2 separate regions of the Hordeum vulgare genome follow, and region 2 is linked to region 1. A link is a contact called in public Hi-C data. All regions are on one chromosome and are shown on one strand. The core of a region is the stretch at or near the end of the contact, and the rest is flanking DNA. Distances in the headings are between cores, read along the strand shown. Region 1 holds the start of LOC123434401 (actin-2). Region 2 holds the start of LOC123434448 (protein RESPONSE TO LOW SULFUR 3-like).

Region 1 (5,206 bases), core at 1,227-3,726:
CCTTGATGTCACGGACAATTTCCCGCTCGGCAGTGGTTGTGAAAGAGTAACCCCTCTCAGTCAGGATCTTCATGAGGGAATCGGTGAGATCCCTACCGGCAAGATCAAGACGTAGGATAGCGTGTGGAAGGGCATAACCTTCATATATTGGGACTGTGTGACTGACACCATCTCCAGAATCCAAGACAATACCTATTGACCAAAACAAAATTGCAACGATCAGCAATCACAGAGCATAAATCCATTTTGTTTCTACTTGATGAAGATGACATAACAGCGAAAGAGAATCTGCACATAAATACAGTTGTTCTTTTTTCACTTACCAGTGGTACGCCCACTAGCATATAGAGAAAGGACGGCTTGAATAGCAACATACATGGCAGGGACACTGAATGTCTCAAACATGATCTGTGTCATCTTCTCCCTGTTGGCCTTAGGGTTAAGAGGGGCCTCTGTAAGAAGAACAGGGTGCTCTTCAGGTGCTACACGGAGCTCATTGTAGAAGGTGTGATGCCAAATCTTCTCCATGTCATCCCAGTTGCTTACGATTCCGTGCTCGATGGGGTATTTCAAAGTCAGGATACCCCTCTTGGACTGGGCCTCATCACCAACATAAGCATCCTTTTGCCCCATCCCTACCATGACACCAGTGTGGCGTGGACGGCCAACAATACTAGGGAAAACTGCACGTGGAGCATCATCTCCGGCGAAGCCAGCCTATGAAAGATGAAAACAATTAGCCCTTAATGAATTTTAAGATAAAAATATGACAGCCACAATAAGAAATTATGTTATAGAATGTGACCAAGTAATCACAATTACCTTGACCATTCCAGTTCCATTGTCACAGACAAGGGGCTGAATGTCCTCCGCGTCAGCCATTTATGTTAACTGATCTGCATATAATAAAACAGCTTATTCAAACAGGGCCTAGAAAAACTGCCAACTAATACAGATTAAACTGACCATACGAAGAAAGAAGAGTTGTTCTTCCTACACGAACGTGAGTTACAAGGACAGCAATATATTTCTCGAGTATTTACCAGTTAATATAGCCCAAATACATTTCACTGATAACTAAAATAATCACTGAAATACATTTACAGCAGTTACTTAGGTTACTGACTGAAATGACAGAGATTATTCAAACAAGAGTATTTAGTTGTACATCAAAAGGCACTTGTATTATAATAGAATAACACATATCAACTCCACGGATTCCAACAGTATACATCATTCAAGAAAATTCAAATTCCTAACAAAATGTTGGTCCGAACTCTGAAGCACCAGCAGACCAATCAGATTTGATCTCTTAGGTAGTAGGTTAACGCATGTTACTGATACATGTGTATTCTCAATCAATTTTGGTATATGCATTGGTGGCTAAAACGATTGAAACAGAGACTGGACAATTTATGATTTGTCTGACTGGTTGATACAAAGCATTGGTCATTTTTCTGACGAGACAGGAGAACCTTAAGGCATATATGCTCGTGAACAACCATGCTCTTTTTCTCCCTTTTTGAAAGAAAAAAAAAACAGAATCCTATGACTAGGGAATTTCAGATAGTACAAAACATGTTATTTCTGCCACTTTAAGGTGCCATGTCAGACAATGACACCATCGATCTGCTTGTTTTCTTTTGTGAACTACTAGTCCATAAACTATTTTCAGGTGGAGGCACAAGATAACAACAGCCAATCACACACACGGACACACAACCACCACCAGTCCAGCACGACATACACATGCAAAGAGAGGCAAGATTGCTGCATGAACATGGACGCAAAAGTACGAAACAAATACTCAGATTTTCGACTAGCCGTTACAGATCTGCAATTTTCTCAGAAAATACAGTACGCCCAACTTCGCACCCTGGTAGCGCAGCACACGGCCATCAACAGATCTACTGCAAGACTACTCCCTCGCCACCCCCAACGAACAACATAGCTAATGAATCCCGAAGCATCAGCATCAGCATCTGCCGCGAAACCCTTGGTCCCACTGATCGGATCCAGCGTCCGACAGAGAAACACGAGATGAAACAACCGTCGAAACGCACGCCCGCAGCCGCGACGCGGCTAAGCTACCGCCCCAACGACACCTCGATCTCTAACCAGCGGTAGGAAAAGGAGGGGGGAAAATAACAGCACTGGAAGCGACTCGAAGGCGGCCGGGGACTCGAGAGAGGTGGACGGACGCTCACCTGGAGCGAGAAGACCTGGGGAAGTCGGCGGCGGCGGGAGGAAGCGAAGGGCGCAGGCGAATGGTGGGTGGGGAGAGGGGGGAGGAGGAGGGGCGAGATATAGGTGCGGTGCGAGGGCGTGGGAGCGGCGAGGGTGGTGGCCGGTGATGGTGGGAATGAGATGTAAAGGAGGCCGGTGACGCACTGGAAAGTTGGGCAAGGACGGACTGGAGAAGGGAGAGGGAGAGGGAGATGCCCCGCTGTCTACGCGGCCGTGCCAGCGGGGAATATTTCGCACGTCTGGGCCATCCAACAAAATCGCTTTTGTCCCCAAGAAAAAAATCGCTTTTTTTTCCTTTCCGTCAATATTTTACTTACATGCACAATGTTGGGTTGGACAGTGCTATGGCACGTAGTACAATTTATGCTATTTTGTCCAAGAAGATCTATAAGTCGTCGAAGAAGCGTTGGTTAGAGTATCATCCTACGTAAATCAGGCTTGCAATCCATCATCATTGATTCAAGAGATAGAAAATTTGTACCATGCGATAAACTATTATGAAAAAGTCTTACCTTCCACCGGCTGATCCGCGCTATCCATCCATCGGCCGCTCGTTCGTTGGATCTCGCCTCGACCTAATAACCGTTTCTTGAAACTGGACCGTTGTTTTAGAAACTGGGCAGTTGTTTCAGAAACTGGAACAACGTCTAATCACGAACCGTTTCCTGAAACTGGGTCGTTGTTTCAGAAACTAGGCAGTTGTTTCAGAATTTGAAACAGCGTGATGACCAACTTCCCAGAGACCGGGAGGCGACGGAGGTCGGCGGGGGAGAGGTACTCGAGGAGGACGTGGTAGCGGAGCACGTCGGCAAGGTCGGACCCATGGCGGCCGCGAACGCCGAGGGCGACTACGGAAGGTCGGCGTTGGGCACGGCGAGCAGCGTCAGCAAGGGCCGCCTGGACGTCGACGGCAGCGGCCGGAGGAGCGCCAGCAGCAGCAGCCCCGCCAACGCGAGGAGGACGAGGCACCGCAGATCTGTCCCCGCATCTATTGTTTTCGCAACGCGACTATTGTTTCTGCAACTCGACCTCTGTTTCAGAAACTATTGGATGAGGGGACGTAGATCGGACGGTTGCACCGATACATCCAACGGACGTTGAGGTGGCGGATGTTTACTAAACATCCGTCGGTGGACGCGTAGCAGCCCCCAACTATTATAGCAGAAAGTGTTGAAATCGTCACACTAATTGCAAACCAATTGCTCTATTTAAAGGACACACCTACTATAAAGATTAAAGTTAGCCATTAAATATGGAGCACACACTCCCATAGACTCTGCACCAACAACGTAGGATGAATTGGACATCGTTGAGGTAAAAAAGAGACAAGAAAAAAAAATCATTTCAACATGTCAATGTCGCAGCTACCTCTTCGGTGTTGCTGAGGAAACAAAGCCTTGGAAGAAGAAAAGACAACGGGTGGACATGTTCCTACTCCTCTTGTTGCCGATGAGGCTACCAGACGGGGAGAAGGAAAGAGACTGATGTAATGGCATTGGAGACAAACTTGGCGGCTAGGATTTACAGAGGCTGCATTCAAGTCTATTTGATGGAAATATGTTCAGTAATAAAATGGTTATTATTATATTTCTTTATTCATGATAATCGTTTATTATCCATGATATAATTGTATTCATTGGAAACTAAAATACATGTGTGGGTACATAGACAACAAAGTGTCCTTAGTATGCCTTTACTGAACTAGCTCGTTGATCAAAGATGACTAAGGTTTCCTAGGTATAGACATGAGTTGTCATTTGATAACGAGATCACATCATTAGGAGAATGATGTGATGGACAAGACCCAAACCTTAAGGCTTAAGCATAGCGTTTGATCGTATCTAGTTTACTGCTGTTGTTTTCTGCATGTCAATGTATCTATTCCTATTACCATGGGATCATGCAACTCACTGACACCGGAGGAATGTCTTGTGTGTATCAAAGTCCCAACATAACTAGGTGATTATAAAAGGTGTTCTACACGTATCTCCAAGGATGTATGTTCACTTGGCATGGATCAAGGCTGGGATTTGTCACTCCGTGTGACGGAAAGGTATCTCGGGGCCCACTCGGTAATACATTATCACAGTAAGCTTGCAAACAATGTGACTAAGTAGTTAGTCACGGGATCTCGTATTACGGAACGAGTAAAGAGACTTGCCGGTAATGAGATTGAACTACGTATAAAGATACCGACGATCGAATCTCGAGCAAGAAACATACCGATGGACAAAGGGAAGTCCATACGGGATTAGTCGAATCCCTGGCATCGTGATTCGACCGATAAAGATCTTCGTAGAATATGTGGGAACCAATATGTGCACCCAGGTCCCGCTATTGTTTATTGACCGTAGAGGTGTCTCGGTCATATCTGCATAGTTCTTGAACCCACAGGGTCTGCACACTTAACGTTTGGTGATGATATAGATATAGTTGAGTTATTGTGTTGGTGACCGAAGGTTGTTCGGAGTCCCGTATGAGATCCCGGATGTCAGGAGGAGCTCCGGAATGGTCCGAAGGTAAAGGTTTATATATAGGAAAGTGGTATTCAGGTTCCGGAAAAGTTTTAATTTTTTCGGTATTGTACCGGAAGTGTCGAAATGGTTTTGGGGGTCCACCAGGAGGGTGCCACCCATCCCGGTGGGGGAAACATGGGCCTAAGAGGTGGCGCACCAACCCCTTGTGGGCTGGGCAGCCGACCCCTAAAGGGCCCATGCGCCCATGGGTAGGTGGAGGAGGTGCCTTGGGGAGGCAGTGTTGGAGAACATTGCATGGGAAACAAAAAAATTCCTACGCACACACAATACCTATCCATGGTGATGATCATCTACGAGAGGGGAGAGTGAATCTACATACCCTTGTAGATTGCTAAGCAAAAGTGTATATAACACGATTGATGTAGTGGAACATCTCCGCGATTCAAATTGCAGCCTGTCCTGCGATCTCATCACGATCCGTC
Region 2 (5,249 bases), core at 1,678-4,177, 860 kb after region 1:
ACTCGTTCCGTAATACAAGATCTCGCGACTAACTCCTTAGTCACATTGCTTGCGAGGATTGTTGTGTTGTTGTATTACTGAGTGGCCCCGAGATACCTCTCTATCACATGGAATAAAAAATCCCAATCTTGATCCATGCCAACCAACAGACACCTTCGGATATACGTGTAGATCACCTTTATAGTCACCCAGTTACGTTGCGACGTTTGATACACACAAGGTATTCTTCAGTGTCCAGGAGTTGCATGATCTCATGGTCATCGGAACAGATATATTGACATGCAGAAAACAGTAGCAATAAACTGACACGATTATATGCTACGTTCATAGTTTGGGTATTGTCCATCACATCATTCTCCTAATGATGTGATCCCGTTAAAAAGTGACAACACTTGTCTTTGGCCAAGAAACCTTAACCATCTTTGATCAACGAGCTAGTCAACTAGAGGCTCACTAGGGACAGTGTGTTGCCTATGTATCCACACATGTATTTGAGTTTTCAATCAATACAATTCTAGCATGGATAATAAACGATTATCATGAACAAGGAGATATAATAATAACCAATTTATTATTGCCTTTAGGGCATATTTCCAACAATCACTACACTAAAAGAGGGGAAACTGGAAGTGCAATTATCTCTGAATGGTACTTTGGTGTGATGACAATGTAACTACTAGAACTAATGATGGTTGTTATGATTTATCTCATGTCGTTGGTTCCTCGAGTATTTGTTGTGGAGATGATTAAAACACCTCCAATTCAAAAAGATCAAATGGCGCGGTTTTCTAGCGACTCGAAGCTTTTGTTTTGGTTTTATTTTATTCATAGGACGAGCACACTATCAATAAGGGTCAAGATAATTGAAAGTATGTGTGGGAACACTCAAAGCATAAACACTAGTCTTCCTGCACCTACCACCAAAAAGGATTTCTTTGCTCTTCATTTTTCATACGCTCGTTGCGCCCATAGAGAGTGTTCAAAGTTTCTGGACACCCCGTGTGCATGTGATAGTGTCCAATTCTCCGGACCCCCCGTATGGACGTGGTCTTAGCACCGTATGCACGGGGAAGTGCATATCCATTTGGACAATCCGTGCCCACAGGGTCTCAGGCCGTCGTACACACGAAGTAGTGATTTAGACTCTACACACTCCAAGCGCATGGGAGCAACTTGGCCCGTGCAGATGGGGTTCGTCGACAGGAGCGGTCACTTAGTGTGGGACACTATATAAGAGCACATTCTAACCCTACCCTTTTGCCTTGTGAGCTTCCACCATTCTCAAACCTCCATTGCTCATATCAATAAATCGCTCCACCCAAACACTTTGATACTTTGGGAATTGAGAGATCAAGGCCCGATCTATCACTTGACCAAACCTATTGGTGTTCCCCATAAGATTTCTTCACCAACAACTTGTACTATTGGAGCTTGGGCTCCTAGGCAGTCAGGGTTCCTCCGGATGCTTCCTTGGTTGTCATGTGCTTTTGTGACTATGTAAAGGTACGGTGGTCGTCTTCAAGACCAACCCCGAGGGATTTGAGGTTCATCCATTGGGGGTAACTTGAAGAGAATACACTGTGCCACTTGGTGGTGTTCCAGAGCCTTGGCATCGACAACGCTCCAACGTAGATTAGCACTTCCCCAAAGAAGTGTGAGCTTTGAGATAAAATATGCATCCCCGACTGACTGGTGGTCATTCCTTTCCGACACTTTACTTTGATTTCTATGCATCTTGGCTTGCTAATTATTTTTGCGTAGCTTACACTGGTTTGAGCTTGCTTGCCATATATGTTGTGTTCATCTAGTTGCATATATGGAGAACATATTTATCCGCAAATCCCTAAAATTGGTAATTAAATTTAAAATTTGTAGTCTTCTATGCACCACCCCCTCTTGTCGACCACATCGACCATTTCAATCGATGTAATGTATTTTCTTTGTTTATGCATGTGTGCATTTTATTTAGATTTAAATTGTAACATGCAGTATGCATGATACATGCTTCTCATGTCCCTGATGTCATTTCACATATCAATTTGATCTTATTTCACAAATTATTGGATAGTTTAGTTATCTAGTGTTTCAAAAGTGCATCTCATGGAAAAAATGCTTGAGAACGAGGCACGAGAGATCAGCCATTTGTCTAGGAGAATATCGCATGATAGTACCACCACTTATATGCTCTCATGATACCACTGTGAAATAGTTTAACTTTAAATGGTTTAAAAAAATCCCAAAACAATGTGAATGCTCAAAATACTTGCGCCTACAACCCCGGGAATATTAAGATCCAAATTCAAACTACAAAAGGAAGAAAAAATCAAGATGCGACTCATGATACCACTGTGAAATAGTTTTTGACACTGTTCATGTTTTTGTCTTTATTCACACTACTGATGCTGATTTTTTTCTTTCTTTTGATCCTCTATTTGTACTTTGAATTTGAATTTGAATTTTTAAGAGTTATAAACACATGTGTTGTGGACGTTTCGAAGAGTTTTAAGAAAGATTTAAACTTAACCCTTTTAAGTTGCAATCATGGGAGCACGTAAGCGATGGTATCAGCCAATATTCACCCTCGTCCGTGTCTCCAATAACCACCCTCCGACGCTCGATCGAACGGCCAGAATATGCTAGACAAATCAAGCAAAAGTTGTGGCTGCTGGTGTTTGAGTATCCATCTCCGGCCAGTGGCCACCAGGTTCACCTCTCAACCAGTAGGAAATGCAATAAGAGAGAGACGTACGGGCGAAGCATCGTATTATCAACGATGATGACCTCACCTTATACTCCATGTAGCTGCGCTGTACACGTGCGTCGACACCTAAACGTGCCCGATGGGTTCATTGAACCTGGACACATTCCCGCTTTCCCTCCGCAGCTGCAGCCGTCCCGAGCGGCCCGGCCTATATAAAAGGCGCCACAACCTGAAGAGAGCTCCAGATCCAACGAACTCGTAAACACGTCTGTGCATAGTGCTGTTGCATATACATATACAGTACATACTCTCCTCCACTCACCCCGAGAAGTTAGGAGGCATGGCGAGGAAGGCAGCGGCAGCGGCAGCGGCCATGGACGGCAAGAGCTCCGAGCTGGCGAGGGCCGTGGCGGAGGCGGAGGCGAGAGAGGAGCGGCTGCGGCGGGAGCTGGAGGCGGCGCTGGCGCGGGTGGCCGTGGCGGAGGAGGCCGAGGAGCGGCTGTGCGTGCAGCTGGGCGAGCTGGAGGCGGAGGCCATGACGCACGCCATGGAGTACCAGCAGCACGTCAGGGCGCTCTCCGAGAGGCTCGCCCTCATGGACGGCCTGCTCAGGTCCTCCGGCCTCCACGGCGCCGTCGTGCAATCCGGGCTTCACTGACGAACCGAGTCTCATCATGTGCTTCTCCTAGATTCTTAGTATATGTGCGATCAATCAAGGCTGTACTGGTTTTTAAATTTTCTCCTTTCTGTCTTGCGCGTGCGTTTCATGCCAGCCCGTGCGCGGTGGTGGCGTGTAGGATGTACATTTTTCTTCTTCTTGAGATGTACTAGTATATAGAGTAATGTCGTTTGTCAAACTGTTGGTAAGCATGTAAATATTGCCCCCGATCTGGTGCAAAGACGTATGCATTCATCTAATATCACACGCAATGACGCAACGGGATTCCTTGATAACGATCGAGCTTATTATGTCCACAAGCAAAATGAGATGATCACCCACACAACGATCCAACATCACGCATGCACATGGCCACGCGCGAGCTAAATCCATTGGCGCGGGTTGCGTCGCGCTGGAGGACCACCCGCAGAACGTTCCTTCTCTAAATCTTCCGTTGATTGAATTGTTCGATTTTCGGGTTTCACCATCCTTAGGAAAAGTCAGTTCCCAGGGGAAGCTGATGTTTCGATGTTCTTGACAAGTTCCTGGTTTTCCTTGCCTCCTTTGCTGCCAACATATTTTGGTTGAGAGATTGCTGGGCACGTTACCAAGCTGTGTGCTGCCAGCAATTTATACTCATTCTACTCTGCAATGCGTATGGTCTGCTACGGAGATCTTCAATCAATTTGAACCGACTAGATGGCCCTGCTAGAAAACGAGATGTCTGACGCCACACAGAAAACGACCGCACCAGCAGCTCAATTAAGCAACAAAGATAAGGAAACTTCGGACCAACACCATACAGCACAAAGTTGACTGATATAATGCAATTGGAAATGGAAATGGCAAATCAGGGACCTCGGATATTTGACAGCAGCACGCTGCACGCTGCATGCGTGTAATGAAAAAGAGAGGTACTCCTATGAAATGGAACATGGATCTTTTCATCCCGAAAATTGTCAATCTTCCAGGTAGCTGACTGGAGGTGTGAAATGGCCATGCTCTCCAGAAACCAAGACGATTCAACGGAATTGCCGTCAATCGCGGAAGTGTACAGACAAGAGGTATAGAAATTGATGAGCATATGACCTGACTTGTCTCCAATAGGGTGACTTGATCTTTAATCAGGAGTACTCCGTTCAGATACGCACCTGGAATCCAGGCTGGAAGCAAGAAAATGTCCTGTCTACATTCTTCATGAAACTTGGATAAAATCAATCAGTAAATCTTCTAGTACTCCTTCCAACTTCATGGAGATCTTTTATCTTCTAGTAGTTCGTCATGTTGAAGCTGTTTAGTTCACACTTCTAAAATCTTTCTAGAGAATTAAAGATAAATTTCCAACTTCAGATTCAACAGAAACAACTAAACAAATGTGAATTCCTCTTCGACTTTAGGTGGTTGCAGAGCTGGACATGAGACTCAAAGTGGCTAATTAACCATAGCCTTTTGGCGTAGAATAAAATCTAAAGCATGGCACAGAAGGTATGGAGCCCCACCATGAACACAAAGGAAGAACTTCTGGTGTAGGGGTTGCCACATGGATCTCACCAGCAAAGAATCCTAATACCATGTACATTGATGCATAGCACAAGTGGATCAACACAATAATCAAGGAAAGCATATCCAAACACCAAGAAGGAATATTCCATTATCACTGATCTGACATGACTAAACAACAAAGAAGGTGGCTATGGCTTGAAAACGAAAACCTAGCATTCTTTGTTTAACACTTTTATAACTCCAATAAACGTACCAACTTGTTTTCCTTCTTTTTTTCGAGGTACTTTTTCCTTCCTTTCTATTTCTAACAACACAACATAGACGCATACACAAATGCACATACACACACAAGAGTTAGTTTCAGAAAACTTTAGGATGATCTGAACC

The links. A called contact is a pair of places that touch in the nucleus more often than the background predicts.
Region 2: a contact with region 1 is called in a Hi-C map of seedling, with 2.6 times the contacts expected there. The contact joins the promoter of LOC123434448 here to the promoter of LOC123434401 in region 1. A contact is called at or near these places in 1 of 6 Hi-C or Micro-C datasets (seedling) and 1 of 1 datasets of contacts at active chromatin or transcription factors (embryo).

What each region holds. Positions count from the first base shown.
Region 1 is chr1H:332,790,958-332,796,163 of MorexV3_pseudomolecules_assembly, forward strand. LOC123434401 (actin-2) reads right to left here and starts at 2,477. Exons shown (of 5, transcript XM_045115511.1): 1 at 2,208-2,477; 2 at 823-896; 3 at 324-717; 4 at 1-192. The coding sequence starts at 882.
Region 2 is chr1H:333,652,813-333,658,061 of MorexV3_pseudomolecules_assembly, forward strand. LOC123434448 (protein RESPONSE TO LOW SULFUR 3-like) reads left to right here and starts at 2,928. Exons shown (of 1, transcript XM_045115513.1): 1 at 2,928-3,619. The coding sequence starts at 3,042. The coding sequence ends at 3,359. LOC123434464 (a long non-coding RNA gene) reads right to left here. Exons shown (of 2, transcript XR_006625753.1): 1 at 4,511-5,249; 2 at 4,097-4,362.